2 separate regions of the Mus musculus genome follow, and region 2 is linked to region 1. A link is a contact called in public HiChIP or PLAC-seq data. All regions are on one chromosome and are shown on one strand. Each heading gives the region's core, a stretch centred on a gene start, on an enhancer-like site or on the middle of the called end of the contact. The rest is flanking DNA. Distances are from core to core; before and after follow the strand shown. Region 1 has its middle 22 kb from the start of Gm42344. Region 2 overlaps Vps13d (vacuolar protein sorting 13D).

Region 1 (2,700 bases), core at 19-2,518:
GGCTGTCTGCATAAGTAGACTCTTCAGCAATGGCTGCAAATAGGGAAGCCCCTTCTATGTGCAAGTGGAGCCCCTGAGCCTGAAAAACCACAGTGTATTGCAAAATGTTCAAGACTTCATCCCAGTATTCCTGACGTCGTGGACAGGGCCACTGGCAGGGCTGTCCTGAGCTCTACTGGAGACCTGACAGTACCACTGTCTTCATCTTTCACAGTTATGACAATCAAAAATAACCCTGGGACTCTATGAAATGTTTCCTACAGAGCTGAGTCACCCTGGTGGGAATATTTGGTCTTCAGGCCATTTGTTTCTTCTTTGCAACAACTCAGAGTTGTGGAAGTGTGGTGACTTAAATAGGAATGGACTCCCACAGGCTCATATATTTGAACACTTGGTCCCCAGTTAGTGGAACTGTTTGGGAAGGATTAGGAGGTATGGCCTTGCTAGAGGAAGTGTGGCACCAAGAGTGGCCTTTGAGGTTTCAAAAGCCCACCATCTGCTGGATGTGGCAGAGCATGCTTTTAATCCCAGCACTCAGGAGGCAGAAGCAGGCAGAGCTCTGTAAATTCAAGGCCAGCCTGACCTACATAGTGAGTTCCAGAACAGCCAGGGTTATTCAGAGAGGCCCTGTCTCAAAATAAAACAAAAAACAAACAACAACAAAAAAGGCAGTTAGCATTGTTTGTTGCTAGCTGTGGAAACTGAAGTCTAGGATGCTTTAGTGGCCTGATCCCTAAAAGGTTAGCTGATCCAGGAGCAAGAGCATCTCTCTGTCCCAGGGCTAGAATCTCTAATCCTGCTCAGGCATCCATGCCTCCCTCCTGGTGAGATAACCAGTATCTGCAGAATTTTCCAGCACAACTCCCCCCACCCCCAAATCCTTATCATTCCTTTCATTTTTCAAGACTCACAAGACAAAGGAAATAAGCAGTTGAAGAAGACACACGCTGAGCTCAATCCCCTGCTGCAGCTGGTTTGTAATTGGATCCTGCCTGGGAAGGTGACTTGGGCCTGGGCAAAACCCCAGACTGGGAGAGGCAGTAGGACTGGGCTCTGGGTTTTGTAAGCTGCTCCACCAAGTGTGAGTGTGAGTTGGGACTGCAGACTGCATACCACAAGTGCCACTCTGGGGTCCAAGTGCCTTGGCTTCTTGCTGAGGGTGGAGAGGTGAGGGTATAACCCAGTCCACCCTTCTTTACCATGTTAGACTTACTGCCCTGCTGTGTGCTCTGTGTGAGATGCCAAATGAAGAGAAGCTGGCTTGGCTTTCCATCCAGACCTGCTGAGAGCCAGGAAGGAGGCAGGGCAGGGATGAGTCTGGAGCTTGAAGCCATCCATACCTGGCTGAGTCTTAGTTGAGTGGGACCATGAGTTTCACCTTAACCTGAACTTAACCTTCCCAAGCCTCTTTCCTCATCTGAAGCATAGAGCCACTGAGGGAAAACTCTAAAGAGAAATACAAATAATGAACTAACACACTGAGCACTACTAAACATCCATTAACAAATGTGTATCTCCTTTACTTTGCAATAACAGCAATGAGTCACTGTGAGCCTAGTGGGACAGACCCAGAGTATGCTTAGCAAGGAGACAAGTCTAAGCAATGGTACAGTTGGGATTTGAACCCCAGAGTCTCATTACAAAATCCTGCTTTTAATCCCTGGCCTTCTGTCTTTGTGAAGAAGCCATCCAGTACTTACCATGACTTGCCAACATCTTTATCTGTCCCAACCTGGACACTTCTTGCCATATCTGCCATGTCATTGCCTTCCTTGCTGGAATCTGAAACAACTCTCAGCCCAACTTTGGAAGGACAAGCAGGTGGCTTCTGTGACTTTTGTGAATAGAATGTGCTGGCCTCCCACTGTGGAGTGGGAAGTTGTGAAGTGTACCTCTCTCTCTCTCTCTCTCTCTCTCTCTCTCTCTCTCTCTCTCTCTCTCTCTCTCTCTCTCTCTCTCTCTCTCTCTCTCTCTCTCTCTGTCTCTCTGTCTCTCTGTCTCTCTCTGTTCCTCTCTGTCTCTGTCTGTGTCTCTTCTCCCCTCCCCTCCCCTCCCCTCTCCTCTCCTCTTCTCTTCTCCTCTCTTCTCCTCTCTTCTCTTCTCTCCCTCATTTTTCTGTCCTTCTCTCCTTCCCACCTCAAGGTCTGGGGACAAAGCTAGTACCTTGATGGGACTAAGGAGATGGCTCAATAAGGGCATTGCTGTACAAGCATGAGGACCCAAGTACAAATCCCCATGAATGATTAAGGGCCCTTAATTATGGCAACTGTGGGCAGGTGGGTTAGGGATAAAAGAAACAGGAGGATTCCTTGGGCTTGCTGGTTACCAAGCTAACTCAGTTCTCAGCAACTCATCACAAGGAAATAAAGCATAAAGAAATAGAACAGGACATTCCAAGTCTTCCTCTGGGGCTGGAGAGATGGCTCAGTGGTTAATAGCACAGACTGTTCTTCCAAAGGTCCCGAGTTCAATTCCCAGCAACCACATGGTGGCTCACAACAAGCCGTGATGGGATCCAATGACCTCTTCTGGTGTGTCTGAAGACAGTGACAGTGTACTCACACACATAAAATAATAAAACCTAAAAGAAGAGCAATTAGCCAAGTCTTCCTCTGCCTTTTATATGTGTATGTGAATGCATACATATACATACATACATACATACATACATACATACATACATACACACACACACACATA
Region 2 (2,700 bases), core at 123-2,622, 170 kb after region 1:
TGCAAGCATCATGCAATTGCAATAACATCCTTCCTTATTGCTAAGAACCAGTAAGTGCTTGCCAAAGCCAGCATTTTTTTTTTTTTTTTTTTTTTTTGCACAGCTTTGATGGTGTGGCTGTGTCCTCTTTTTCATATTAAGTGACAGTGAATGTGTTGACTATCCCCTTAAAGAGAACAAGCCTTTTATAATGTTATAGACTGACCCAGAGGAGTCACAGAAACTAATCAGTATGTATTTTAGGGGAGGAATGCCATTCCAGAAGGAAAGACATAGGACAGAACACTGACCACTGAGTACCTCAGATACTCAGGGCAAGAGTCGGCCTCCCACCAGATTTCAACAATCCTCTTGTAGTGTTTATCTCACAGTACTAAATTCTAAACTGAACATAAGTATCAACAAACAACAACAACAAAAAAAACCTGAATTTTTCATAAAATAATCAATGGAATAAGTCATGCCATGGAGATTTTCCTATAGAATCAGCCCTTACTGCAAGGCCTACAACCCAGGTAACACAAAGCTAAAGATACACTGAAACAGTATTGAATCCCCAGTTCCCAAGGTTGAACTGCACAGTAAGGGCTAAGCCATTAGTCTGTTTTACACAGGACACAGGGGGAAAAAAAAAGCCTAACTTTGGGGCGAAATGTGGCTAAAATTTTCAAACAAAATCTAAATATTAGTAGTCAGTTCCGCACAGTTGAAAGCTACTAACTTGAAAGCCAATGCTACACAAACTGTAGGACACTTCTCAGAAGGCTATCAGGAACTGCCAATAAAAAGGCACTTGCTATTTAGGTATGTCAAGTGGTTAAAACAGTGCATCACATCAGCCTCACCAGAAAAACCTAAAGAAATAAAAATCAAGCTTTAATATAGATGGGGTAATTATTAACAACAGAGAGAGGAGAACGTGTAAGAAAAAGAAGAGTGGGGTCTTCAGAGCATCGGGCCTTCCTGGAGTTGGCACTGACTGGATCTAAGGTCCCAGTACAAAGAACCACCTGCTCTTGGACACCCTCCACAGACGACTTAAGCATCTTCTGGACAGGTGAGGTCACCTTTTTGCAACACAAATCAGGAGGTTAAGGGAGCTGGAGCTCCATGGACTCAGAAGCAATAGTTTAAGGACAGAGAACAAGCGCAGCACAGCCTTTGTCTTTCCTTCTAGAAGCTGGAGGCACTCTGCTCACACACCCCAAGGAGGGGCCAACCAGCACAAATGCTTCCTACTGCTAAGAAAGGCCATCTTCCCAGACTGTTTGCAGACCAGATGGAATATTTAAGTATTCATGAGCTATGTGAAGTCAGGCCAAGACTCCCCAAAGAAACCACACTGAAAGAGTCGGGGCTGAGCTGAATTTGGATGACAATGGCTTGTGGAACAACCAGGACCTGTGGTGTCTGTCACCATCTCCCCAGCTCTGAGGCCAACAGAGCTCCATGCTGAGGCATTCATCAAGACAGAAAACACCAACAAAGAACACACTGACTTCTTCCTCAAGATGCTGGGACTCAATTCCTTTATACTCTATGAACAATACAGGCTGCCCTTTTAAAAAACATTTTTCCACTTGGGATCTTGCCCTCCCTCTTTCCAAGAATACATACAAACCCTCTAGCACAGGCTTTAGATGTTTTTATAACCCAGTTTTAAAATATCCCATCCACTGTAAAACCAACTGTTTTCGCCCAAGTAGAAAAAAGTAACCAACAGCCTGTCCTGACGCGCTCTCCATGGGTCGGCTCATCTCCAGCATCACTGGAAATCAAGAGTAATGTTTTGCAGATCTCCTCTCCCCAACATCGATGGAATTAGATCCTGCATTAACAGTTCAGTAGTTTGTGCCAGAAAACTGTCTTTTACAAAACTAAAACGAACTACAGAGGCCAGTCAGAACTTCTTATGGAGTTCTCAGAGAAAGACCATTCTATTTGAATATTTCGGTGAAGCACTGCTCTACAGATTAAAACTGATATAGACAGACATGTGCATATAAAAATCTTACTTTGTCCAAAGCATGGTGGGTCCACAGAGGAGCCCATCCAGTCTTCTGTCTTGGCTGACTCTGTTTCCTTGTCTTCTTTACAGTAATCCGCCAGCCAGGACTCCTTGGTACTTATATACTGATCTAGAAAGAATTCCATAAATTAAGAAGGGAGATGGAAAAAGATAAAAGGTTCATATCAAATAATATCAATTCATAACAAAAACTTTTACTGAGTGCTTCCTTACATACTGGACCCATGCAAGAAGCTAAAAAAGGTTGAACCCTAGAGACAACAATTGCACAAGGAAGAGATCAAGGCAATCAGATGACCTACCTTCATAAAGTCACCTATGATGTGAAAGGCTAAAGGAAAGACAGAATTACAATGCTGGAGGGCAGAGAAGAAGGTCAGATTTATTTGGCTTTGACAAAAGCAGGTGGTGGTGATGTGTGCATTAAAGTCCCTCTTGAAATGTGAATAGCAACTCAATGAAACTGAGGGCAGAGTGATACTCTAGGCAATGGGACTCTCGGGTGCAAAGACTAAGACATTAAGTACACAGCACACTCAGGAACACTGACTGCTGTGCTGTATCTTCAGTGCACATTCTGCATGAGAGACGTGGCAGAGATATCCAGAATCCAGAAATGTACATTTCAGGGCCACCAAGAAACTGTGAGAACACATTGCATTGGCTTGGCA

Evidence for each region. HiChIP or PLAC-seq counts read pairs in DNA pulled down with a chosen protein or histone mark.
Region 2: a contact with region 1 is called in an H3K27ac HiChIP or PLAC-seq map of embryonic stem cells, with 15 read pairs. The contact joins two enhancer-like sites. A contact is called at or near these places in 2 of 484 Hi-C or Micro-C datasets (bone marrow-derived macrophages and nephron progenitors), 8 of 115 datasets of contacts at active chromatin or transcription factors (double positive thymocytes, embryonic stem cells, epiblast stem cells and 2 more) and 2 of 9 other capture datasets (adipose tissue and liver).

What each region holds. Positions count from the first base shown.
Region 1 is chr4:144,933,728-144,936,427 of GRCm38.p6, forward strand. It overlaps a transcript of Vps13d not described here. Among named protein-coding and RNA genes, the nearest start is that of Gm42344, 22 kb to the right of the region's middle. Within about 2 kb of position 1,269, at least 27 of the 459 cell types and tissues checked have an H3K27ac peak or open chromatin away from gene starts, as enhancers often do. A contact at or near this core is called in embryonic stem cells and epiblast stem cells, where this site is marked.
Region 2 is chr4:145,103,784-145,106,483 of GRCm38.p6, forward strand. Vps13d (vacuolar protein sorting 13D) reads right to left here. Exons shown (of 70, transcript NM_001276465.1): 39 at 2,016-2,138. Among named protein-coding and RNA genes, the nearest start is that of Vps13d, 90 kb to the right of the region's middle. Within about 2 kb of position 1,373, at least 42 of the 459 cell types and tissues checked have an H3K27ac peak or open chromatin away from gene starts, as enhancers often do. A contact at or near this core is called in embryonic stem cells and epiblast stem cells, where this site is marked.